Linked DNA regions of Mus musculus: region 2 is linked to region 1. The links are chromatin contacts, called in public Hi-C maps. All regions are on one chromosome and are shown on one strand. Each heading gives the region's core, a stretch centred on a gene start, on an enhancer-like site or on the middle of the called end of the contact. The rest is flanking DNA. Distances are from core to core; before and after follow the strand shown.

Region 1 (4,970 bases), core at 1,776-4,275:
GAAACTCAGTGCTCACTTATACACTTTTCTGATTTATTCTCTTTCTGTTTGCCTCTCTTCGCGTTTTTTCCTAGACTGTAAATTGTACATAAAACTGCAATGCATTTCGGTGAGTTGCAGCACTTAGCCTTGTATCTAGGGATAGGTACTCAGTACAAGCTTGGTAAAATGAATGGAAGAAGAGATACTGTTCTTGGTGTTGGAGGAGAAGTTTACAGGTGTAATTGTTGCATGGTTATTATTAATTTTGCAAATATATGCATGTGTGGTGAGTGATGCAGCCTTATTATCATGACCCCACCCCCTCCAAAAAAAGGGAGAAGGTCATGGTGGTGAATGATTCTTTAACAGCCAAAATGATTCATGGAGGTATGCACGCTTGGAAAACATCCACTGCTGGTGTGACAGGCAGGGCACAGCTGTCCTAGGAACTATTAGACTGCCTATACCCACAAAGAGGGAGGCTCTCTTCTGTTCTACATTCATATAAGGACACATCATATGGTATGATGTGCCAGGAAATCCAGATGACTTTAAACCAGCATGGCCAACTACTCTCTCATTCATCATACTACCATCTAGTATGATCTCACTGGATCTAGCTATCTTTCTAAGCACATCCATAGTTAACTTAGTTGATACTCAGGGTAGAGATAGCCAGGAGTCCCACTTTAGGGATTTTTTTTTAAGGCACAAGGAAACATGATGAATTGCCTAAGTTGACATAATCCAAAAATGGAAGAGGCAAATTTTGAGTCCTAGTGGTTAGAGTCTTCTTGCAATATGGACCCATAAGTGATGTGCCTTTGAGAAGCAGGGCTGCCTGCATTCTCAGAGAGGCAGCTAGGAAAACCAGTTGTTAGCTCAGTCACTCAACCAGCAACCCATCAATGTTTTGAGCTATGGCTTTGTGCTGTTGGATCATCAAAATAGTGGATGTCAAGGCTATGCCTGTGAAGCTGTCAGTCATGCCAGTTTGTAGAAAACACCTGGAGACGAGCTGTGTGGGTTTGTCTGCTTAGATTGGGAGTGTCATTTCTACCTAGATACAGAGCCTCAGCCCTGCCCTTCTGGTGGTTAACTTTAAAGAAAAAGAAGTTTGTTGACTGCTGCCTGTCTCAACTGAAATGACAGTAGTTGACAACCAGCTCTGTCACTTCTGCTACTCCTTTTAGGACAAATTGTTCAAGCAGGAACCAGCTTGATGGCTTCTGAGGCAGAGCAGACTTTTGTGTGACCAAGAAAAGGATCAAAATGGTAAATGGTAACAGTGTCTTCTACATAATAACCATGATAAAAGTTAGCACCTGATGCATGCTTACACACCACCGTGGAAAACACACAACTTCTGTTGGCTCTGAGCACATTTACCTCTTTCTTCCTCACGCTAACAATATAAAGTAGTTACTATTCTATCTTCCTCTGCATGTGTGCATGTGTGAGTGTGTGTATTCATGTGTATGTGTGTGCGAGTGTGTGTGCACATGTTAGTGTATGCATGTGTGTGTATGAGAATGTCAGCTTGTGTATGTGCATATGTGTATTATGTGTGGTATGTGTGTATGTGTGTGTGAGTACGTACGTGTATGTGTGTGAGTGTGTGTGCATGTGTGTGAATGTGAGTGTGTGTGTATGTGTGTGAGTGTGTGCATGTAAGTGTGTGTGTATGAGTGTGTGTTTGTGTATGTGTACGAAGTGAGTATGTGGTTGTGTGTGTGTACAACTGTGTCAGTTTGTATATGTGTGTATGTGTGGTGTGTGTTCATGTGTGTGTGAATGTGTACATGTGTGCGAGAGTGTGTGCATGTGTGTGTGCATGTGAGTGTGTATGTGTGTGTATGAGTGTGTAAGTGTGTGTGTGTGTGTGTGTGTGTGTGTGTGTGCATGTGTGTATGTGTGTATGTGTGTGTGTGTGTAGGCCAGAAGTCATCCTCAGGGTTTCTCATTGCTCTGGAGCCCATCAGGGTAGGCTGTCTGGCCAGTGAGCCCTAGGAAGCCTCCTGTCTCTGATTCCCCAGTGCTGGGATTGTGACTGTAGGCTGCCCTCTTACAACTGTTACGTCATCTCTCTAGTGGATCAAACCCAAGCCCTCATATTTGCAAAGCAAGCACTTTACTAAGTGATCTATCTCCCCAGTCCTATTGTTAAAGAATATATTTTATAAATAATTAAACGGAGGCACAGAGAGATAAAAAGCAGCTCTGCTAATAAAAGGCCAACTCTGGGCTCCCATTTCCTCTGTCTTGACAGCTGCATGGTTTTCCCCAGTGTTGGAGATAGCTCTATGTGGTTCTCATACAGTAACAACAGGAAATCTTCAGAATTCACTGGCTTCACATACAGAGCAACGGAGGCACAGTTGAGTTGGGTGATTTGTCAAGAAAACAAATGAGTATCTATTTCTAAGGAGAAAACTGTATGGTGTCTGATCCTTGTCTTGTAAGGTTTGGCTCTAGAGAACCCCTGGATGACTTTCTCTTATGACTTAACCAAGACATCCAGGTTTTGGCATCCATTTGAAGAGTGGCGGTAATCACAATAATACCAGTCTTGGAGGATTGTCAGGAGGGTTACAGGTGACAGTTGGAGATGAAACATTTAGCACAGGGCCCAGCATGTTGTAAAAGATTAGTAAATGTTAACTTAGAACGTTACCGGCATTTATCAGTTGTCATTTACCTTGGAAATAGAGCTACATGCAGATATGTGTTGTTGCTTTTTTTCTTTAACTTGTGACTTGTGTGGTTTTTCTGTGCCTCAGTGTCCTTCCTGAGAGAGGGAGGAGCTAGTAGTATCGACCTCAGAGGACTGCTGTGAAGGCTAAGGGAGAGATCTATTTAAAGAGCTGAGAAGTGTGGCAAATGCTCAATTAATGTTTGCATCTATTATTAGGAGAAGAAGTAAGGGGATGGAGTTGGGAGGGACACAAAGAATGTTTACTGTGGAGACTCCATGGTGTAATTAAATATGGGTGACTCAGAGAGCACAGCCAAGCGTGGGGGTAAGGGAGCTGGCAAGGACGGAATGACCTCCTTCAGGCATTGAGCCCAGGGCTGCAGAGCTGCCTTGGAGATGGGCAGCCATGGCTTCTCCTTGATACTCTGCATGGCACAGGCAAATTATTTAGTCACTCCCAAGTCCCTGGTTCCTCATCTGTGCAATGGGGATAACTATAGCTGCTCTCACGGAGCTGTCAAGAGGATTAGCCGAGATATTGTGTGTAATTCTCTTGGCACCGAGCCTGGCAAGTAACCAACTCCCAGTAAGAAGGTAACTAGCAGTTTCTAAAAGTTGTCATGGGTGGCGCAAGATACAGCCCCGTGACTTACGCAATCGCTGTAGCCATTTCTGAGTAATTCAAAGGATACTCCCGTGTTCCTAAGCACTTTTACTACAAGGTAGGGCAGTTTGCTGTCCCTGTTGAGAGCAGGGCCTCATGGTTACAGGACAGGGGGACTTTAGAACCAGAAGGATAGTAGGCAGAGTGGAACGAGGTTTTTGAGATTGTTCAAACATTTCCTTTAAGGAATGGGAAAATTAGGTTAAAAGTATTTAAGAGATTGGTGAAGGTAGGGAGCCCAAATATAGTAAGAACAACCAGAAGCCCTGTATTCTTGTTCCCAAGCTTAGACCTCTCCATGAAGTAAAAAATTCCATTTCTGTCATTAAATTGGACTTTTGCGATGTGTGCTGACGCTGTTTGACACTTAGAGGAGCATTCAATTTAGGCAGTTCTTAGTTATAAAATCGAATGACTGCCTCCTTCGTTGTGAAATATAAATGTGTGTGTGAACTCTTTAAAAAGATATGGTTAGATCATGTAAATAGCTCACTGGAGATGCGTGGCAGATAACAGAGTTGCAGAAGCAAAACAAAATAAAGCAAGCAACCAACCAAAATCTAAACATCACCACAGCAAAACCAAAATGAAATGATCAAGCTACAATGATACTACCTCTATCCTTACCAACCTCAAGAAAAAGTTTTGTAGTATCACATGAAATAGTATATATTGCTTGAAATCACTTAAGAATGCTTTCTCACAGGAGACATATATCTTTTTTAATATATAATTCATAAAAATCTTACTACAAATGATTCTTTTTTTTAAAAAAATCTTACTTCAAAAATGTAGACTTCACTAGCTAGCTTATTAAACAATCTAGATTAAAAGAACTGTCATCTATTACGTAACTCTAAAGTCTAGAGTTGATGTCACTCTATCAAGTGAATCTAGGACTTATATCAATGCTATTATATTTTGGCCTGAAAGAAACACATGCTATATTGTACAATTAAAAGGCCAGAAGTTGGGGGGGGGAGGAAAAGTTGCATTTTATTGTACATATTTATTGTGGGTGTGTACGCATGTATATGTGTGCATGTGTTGAGGTCAGAGGACAATCTACAGGAATTGTTTCTCTCTTCCCACCATATGAGTCCCAGGGATTGGACTCAGATAGGTTTGGTGGCAAGTTCCTTTACCCACCATCAATACTGTATTTTAAAAGTTAACTCAAAATTGCAGCAATGGCCTCCCCGACTTATTTAATCAAATCTTCGTAACTTAAATCATGTTAAATGACCATATGTATTTTGAACTCGAAGCTTAAAGAGTCCCCCATTTAAAGGTAAAACCGAATAGTGTGCACTGCTTAGAGTTAGTTTTAAATTGAAAAGGAGGGGGAGCAACTCTTCATATTGATAACAATATGAAAATTGCTTTTTGACTTCAATAAAAGGAGTGTAGAAGTGGGAAGAAGAGAATGGGGTTCCAGAAGGTTCCACCAGAGGTGCAAACACCCAGCCCACCGTTTCTCTACCTGTCCTGAGACCGAAGCTTCTTCTTAGCCAGGGTGGTGAATTGTGTCTCAATGTGGCTGTCTGCTAAGGATGGAGTTTCTCACTGATGCCCTTGAAGCTGAATGTCAAAGCTTTTCCAGCAAAGGGGGACCGGCATGCTGAGGTG
Region 2 (4,874 bases), core at 30-2,529, 38 kb before region 1:
CAACAACAACAACAAGTCCTCAATTCACTTCAGTAACAATCTTTGTTTCTGTGAAATTATTGGTTTTAGGTGGAGTCTCCTCTAAATGATACTGCATGAGAATAAAATATCTTTAATTGTAACTAATGGTCTGAAAAGGATGCAGAGATCTCTTAAAAATCAAATTACTTGTTCGTTAAATCGTTTAGAATGTATGAATGCATATTATTGTAATTCATAATAGTAAAAGACTCTCTCCCCATTTTAATTTACCTCAAAAAAATACGGTAGTCCTACAAAATAGAATAAAAACAAAAATATCCCAGCCTCCTAGGATAGTTTGATTTCTAAATTGTTTAGGGAAGGTGATTTAATTGGAATAAAAGGACTGTATTTCGCTGGTTTGGAATCGCATGTTTTTACTTAGTTACCAGTTGCAAAATAGTGGCCTCTCCGCATCCGTTTAAAATGCATCTCCCTCAGTACAAGATTGGAGTTGACTGATGATCAATTTAAAGGATTTATAATCCGAAGTAATTGTGCGGGTTGGCATCTAGGCCTGGCTCTCAGGTAATTCGCTTGGGCCTGAGAGGTCACTAACCGCCGGTTAAGATGGAATCTCCTTTTTTTTCCAATGGGTAATGATGGGAAGGGGCTAATCTATTCCAGTAGCTGAAACTTTGTAGCTGGCCCTTTATCTTGACTGGGCTAATCCTCAGCTGGAGGATTTCTCCCTACCCTGTTGGCATCGAAATTTCAGGGAAGATGCCTCGTTTTAACTGCCAGCCATGCCTGGCTTCCAGTCGACTTCAACGCCGGGTAGGACTGTTCTAGTGTCTGCGATTGAGGGCGAACGGAACAGGGGCTCTGTAAGATCTGTTTGCCAACTGCGCTGAATCTGGAGAAACAAGCCCGGCGAGCCACAAATCATACACGGCGGAGGTTCTCCAGAGTGGAACAAATTTCCAGACTCGCATTATCTCACAGCTCTGTGGGAGAGAGGGCCTCCACTTACCGGCTACCGGAGAGAGAACGGCTGTCTCCCCGTCCCACCGCTTCCCAGGGTGACTGCCAGGCGGCCGAGGCTCGGGCTGCACAGCCAGCGCCGTGGAGCGGGTCTGGGTGGAACTGCGGGGATCTTGAGGGTGCCAAGTTCCGAGAGGGTCCACGCGGGGGGCTGCTAAAGCTAGCGGGCGCCGGCAGTTTCTGTCTGCTGCTCTCCGGCTTTCTCTCTCGGTCTCGCACTCTCTCTCCCCTCCCTCGCTCTCATCCCTCTCTCTTCCCTCCGCTCCGACTCCGTGTGCGGAGTGTCGTGACGTCAGCAGAGATTCCACCAAACTCCAGTGCACAGTGGCGCGCGGGCGGGCGGCCGAGCCTGCTGTACGCTGGGCGATCAAGGGGCGAGCACAGCCTTGGGCCACTGCGGGGGTGGGGGAGCGTGCAGGGGCGATCGAGGGGACAGGGGACCACTAGGGCTGAGAAGTGAGGCCCAGGGGCCCAGGAGACTGCGGTCCCGGACAGAACCCAGGAGGGAGGAGCGGAGGATCAGGGGCCGGAGGCAACTACCGACCGACAGGAGCTGACCAGTGGCAGGAGCTAGCACTCAAGCTGGGGAGCAGGATGGTGGGGATGGTAGGAAAGGGACAAGGATGGAATGGACGGAGAAAAAACGGTTGTGCGTCAAACCCCTTCTAAATCTGAGTGGGAGGGCCAGAGCCTGGGGAGACAGAAACCTATTCGCGCGGAGCAAAGTCTGGGTGGCTTACGAGGAAGGGACTAGCAAAGTGGCCCATGAAATGAAACAAAGGGCAGTGTGGCTTGGTTTGATCCGGGTGAGGCTTTCGAAGTGTGGATGTGAGTGTGCGCGCGCGTGACCTCCTTTCAGGCCCGCGGAGTAGAGGAAAGCTGGTTACTGTACTGATTGTCTACAGGGGCAGTGGGAGGGAATTGAGGGATCCACAGAGGGCAGCACTGAAGGTGGGTGGATGGATGGGGTGGCAAAGAGAAGATGATGACTGGGAGAAGTTAGAAAAATAGGGTGAGCTAGCGGCAGAAGGTGGGAGAGCCACAGCCGATAGGTGTGTGTGGGGGGGATGAAAGAAGGGAGGGAAGGAGAGAGAAAGAAAGAAAGAAAAAGGGGTAAGGAAGGGAGAGAGGGAGGGAGAGAGGGAGGGAGGGAGAGAGGGAGGGGGAGGAGGAGGAGGAGGAGGAGGAGGAGGAGGAGGAGGAGGAGGAGGAGGAGGAGGAGGAGGAGGAGGAGGGAGATATTACCAGACGATGACCGGAGGGAGGCCTGAACTACAGTAAGGCAAGGGCTAGGTCACGGTGGTGTCTGAGGTCAAGACGGGTGGATCAGAGTGGAAGAGCGCAGGTAGACAGGGCCACACACCGGCCAGTGTGTCGGCATGGGATCTCTTGCTCAAGTCTGGGACTCTCAGAGTCTAGAATTTCCTCTGCTGTACCTACACTCAACAAGTTCACCCCGGGTCGCGGATATCTCATTTTTTAAAATGACGAGGTTAAGGTTCCTGACTGAGAGTGGTATTAAATTGCACCGGGATGGGGGTGGGGAAGGAGAAGGAAGTTCCCCCCCATATGAGCGAATGTTCTTGAAAGTCCAGAGTATGTAAGGCTGAAAGGGGCCTTTCCTAGTCTACAAGTGGGTCCTACTTCTAATTTCATATTTTCTGATTTCCTAATGCGTCTGTACTTTGGAAACGAACAGGATATTTTGGCAGGGTCTTGCCTTTGCGTGGAAGGGCTATAAATATGATTCGCCTGGAAGACCAGGAGTGAAGGCTTCTGCCAGACATATGGGACAAAGTTCTTTCAATCTCAAGTGCATCCCTTCAAGATATGTTTTAGGAAAATATCAGAAAATAGCTGTACCTCATGGTTTGGCGTTTTTCTCACCAATATTAAACCTTGCCTGGGAACAAAACCCAACCAGACCCGCCATTAAACTGCATTTCTCCTTGGTCCCTAATTCTCCTTGGTCCCTAATAGAAAATAAAGTCCCCTCTAAAATTCATACAGCTTTTCTTCCTAAATCAGCACACCAGTTCATGCAATTTGAGGAAGATAATGCTGACTCCTCTGAAGGATGCCCACGGGATGTATACACAAGAAAAGTTAACCCAGGGCTACCGCACACACGCCGAGTTTCCTTTGAATCTGGAGGCTGTTTGGAGTATGTTCTGTGTTTTCTTGAATGACTCCGTGGTTTCAATTCATTGGTGTTAGCAGGAAAAACAGGCAAACAAACTTGCTCAATTTGTTTTGAGTGCCAAATCCCTTCACTTTGAAATAGCTAACAGTCGACTCATTTTATGGAAAGAGTTAGCCTCTTCAGTCTCCAGGAAAACCGACGAGAGATCTGCATTTTAAGCCATCTCTAACCTTGTAAGATCCATGAAAACTCAAACTTTTTCTCCTAACTCAATGGGAAACCAAAGTAATGCCATTTAAAGGAAGAGATTCAGGAGGAAAACAGTCACGTGCTGTTTTTATTTTTATTTCCTCTTCCCCCCACCCCCTTTGAGCCTTTTGGGGGAAAAAAATCAAGCATCTCAACAAGTCCTCTCACTGAACTCTGGTCTCACCTCACCGGAATACTTCCTGAACAAGAACATTGTCATCTCTGCCCATCCATTATTATTTTGCTGGGTCGTCACCCTCTAAAATAATGGGCTATTGCCCCATCTCTCTCTTATTTTTCCCTTTGCATTTTAGAGACATTAAGAGGGGCTCCTAAAAGATCAGTCTGGCCAGGAGCTGGTGGCGTGGCTGGAGAGTCTCACAGAAATGTGGGAAGAAGCTGGAAATCAAGACCGGCTTGAGAGCAGAGGAAAAGAGAAAGGAGCAGAGTAGAGAGCCGCGCACATCTGCCCAGACAACTCTTTCCCCACTTTCAGGATTCAGAGGTTTGCAGCCAGGGCTGGGGGAAGGGGCTCCGGGAAGGGAAGCGGACGCCCACTCTCCACTCTCTGTCGTCGGGAGTCTCCCCCACCCGGCTGGGTTAACCCCCAGAATGGGCGGCTGTAGTCTCTCGGTGCTGAGCTGGGTCTTCAGCAGCGCCCAGCACCAGTGCAGCAGAAGTGAGCAGCTGGTGGGAATGCAAATGGCTCCTGGAGAAATAGAAGATCCAGAATGATTCTCATTCCCTCCTCGAGTGTGGGGAAGGAGCTGGACATACGTTTCACGCTCCTAATCCTTCTTTTACATTTTTAGTCATACTCCCATTAAACAACTAATTAATGCTCAGAATCACCAGGGAATACATTAGGCATGCATCAGGGAGGCAGGGTGCTGGGGGGTGGGTAGGGGTGGGTAACAAACCACTGAGCTGATTTAAGACGTGGATTTCAGGTCTTTTTTTTTTTTTTTTTTTTTTCCCTTCGTCAAAGCAGCAACGCCAGAGTGGGCCACAGCGGTTGTATTTAGATTCTGATCGCTACTTCGAAGCAGAAGGGGTTAGAAGGAGTGTCCAAGCCAAGCGAGCAATTCTTTGCCTTGCAGATGTAAACAAGATTGTAGCATCAAAGATACTAGCTTCTTAAGGGCCGGGTCGTCTGGACTGGGAGCCTGGGTTTCGCAGACACTGACCTATGTATCTGTGAATTTCAAGGATGTTACACTTTTACATAAACAACCCAGTGCAAGAGCCTGGTAATCCCTGGTAAAAAACCACACACTCTAGTCTATCTTAGTCAGTACTCTGCATCCTTAAGCTTATATCCCTTTTGCTTTTATCCCTCCAAATTTGAGCTCTATCTAAAGATGATAGCCTTCCAGTAAAGCAAGGCATCGAACCATTTCCTTCATTCGTTTCTGGTGACTCTTCGATGATCTGATTTAAAAGGAGGGGGCTAGAGGTGGGCAGCAAAGAGGACATA

The links. Hi-C and Micro-C count contacts between places; a contact is called where the count stands out from the background.
Region 2: a contact with region 1 is called in a Hi-C map of the C2C12 cell line, with 1.8 times the contacts expected there. The contact joins the promoter of Pitx2 here to the enhancer-like site in region 1. A contact is called at or near these places in 1 of 39 promoter capture datasets (stem cell-derived epiblast-like cells), 1 of 15 datasets of contacts at CTCF or cohesin (large pre-B cells), 10 of 484 Hi-C or Micro-C datasets (the C2C12 cell line, embryonic fibroblasts, extraembryonic endoderm stem cells and 5 more), 8 of 115 datasets of contacts at active chromatin or transcription factors (differentiating embryonic stem cells, embryonic limb bud, embryonic stem cells and 4 more) and 3 of 9 other capture datasets (adipose tissue, liver and pancreatic islet).

Annotation. Positions count from the first base shown.
Region 1 is chr3:129,159,881-129,164,850 of GRCm38.p6, reverse strand. No RefSeq gene overlaps it. Among named protein-coding and RNA genes, the nearest start is that of Gm40149, 37 kb to the left of the region's middle. Within about 2 kb of position 3,025, at least 10 of the 459 cell types and tissues checked have an H3K27ac peak or open chromatin away from gene starts, as enhancers often do. A contact at or near this core is called in the C2C12 cell line, muscle stem cells and myocytes, where this site is marked.
Region 2 is chr3:129,196,283-129,201,156 of GRCm38.p6, reverse strand. It overlaps Pitx2 (paired-like homeodomain transcription factor 2), which reads right to left and starts at 1,279. Exons shown (of 5, transcript NM_011098.4): 1 at 995-1,279. It overlaps Gm40149 (a long non-coding RNA gene), which reads left to right and starts at 2,248. Exons shown (of 4, transcript XR_867634.2): 1 at 2,248-3,902.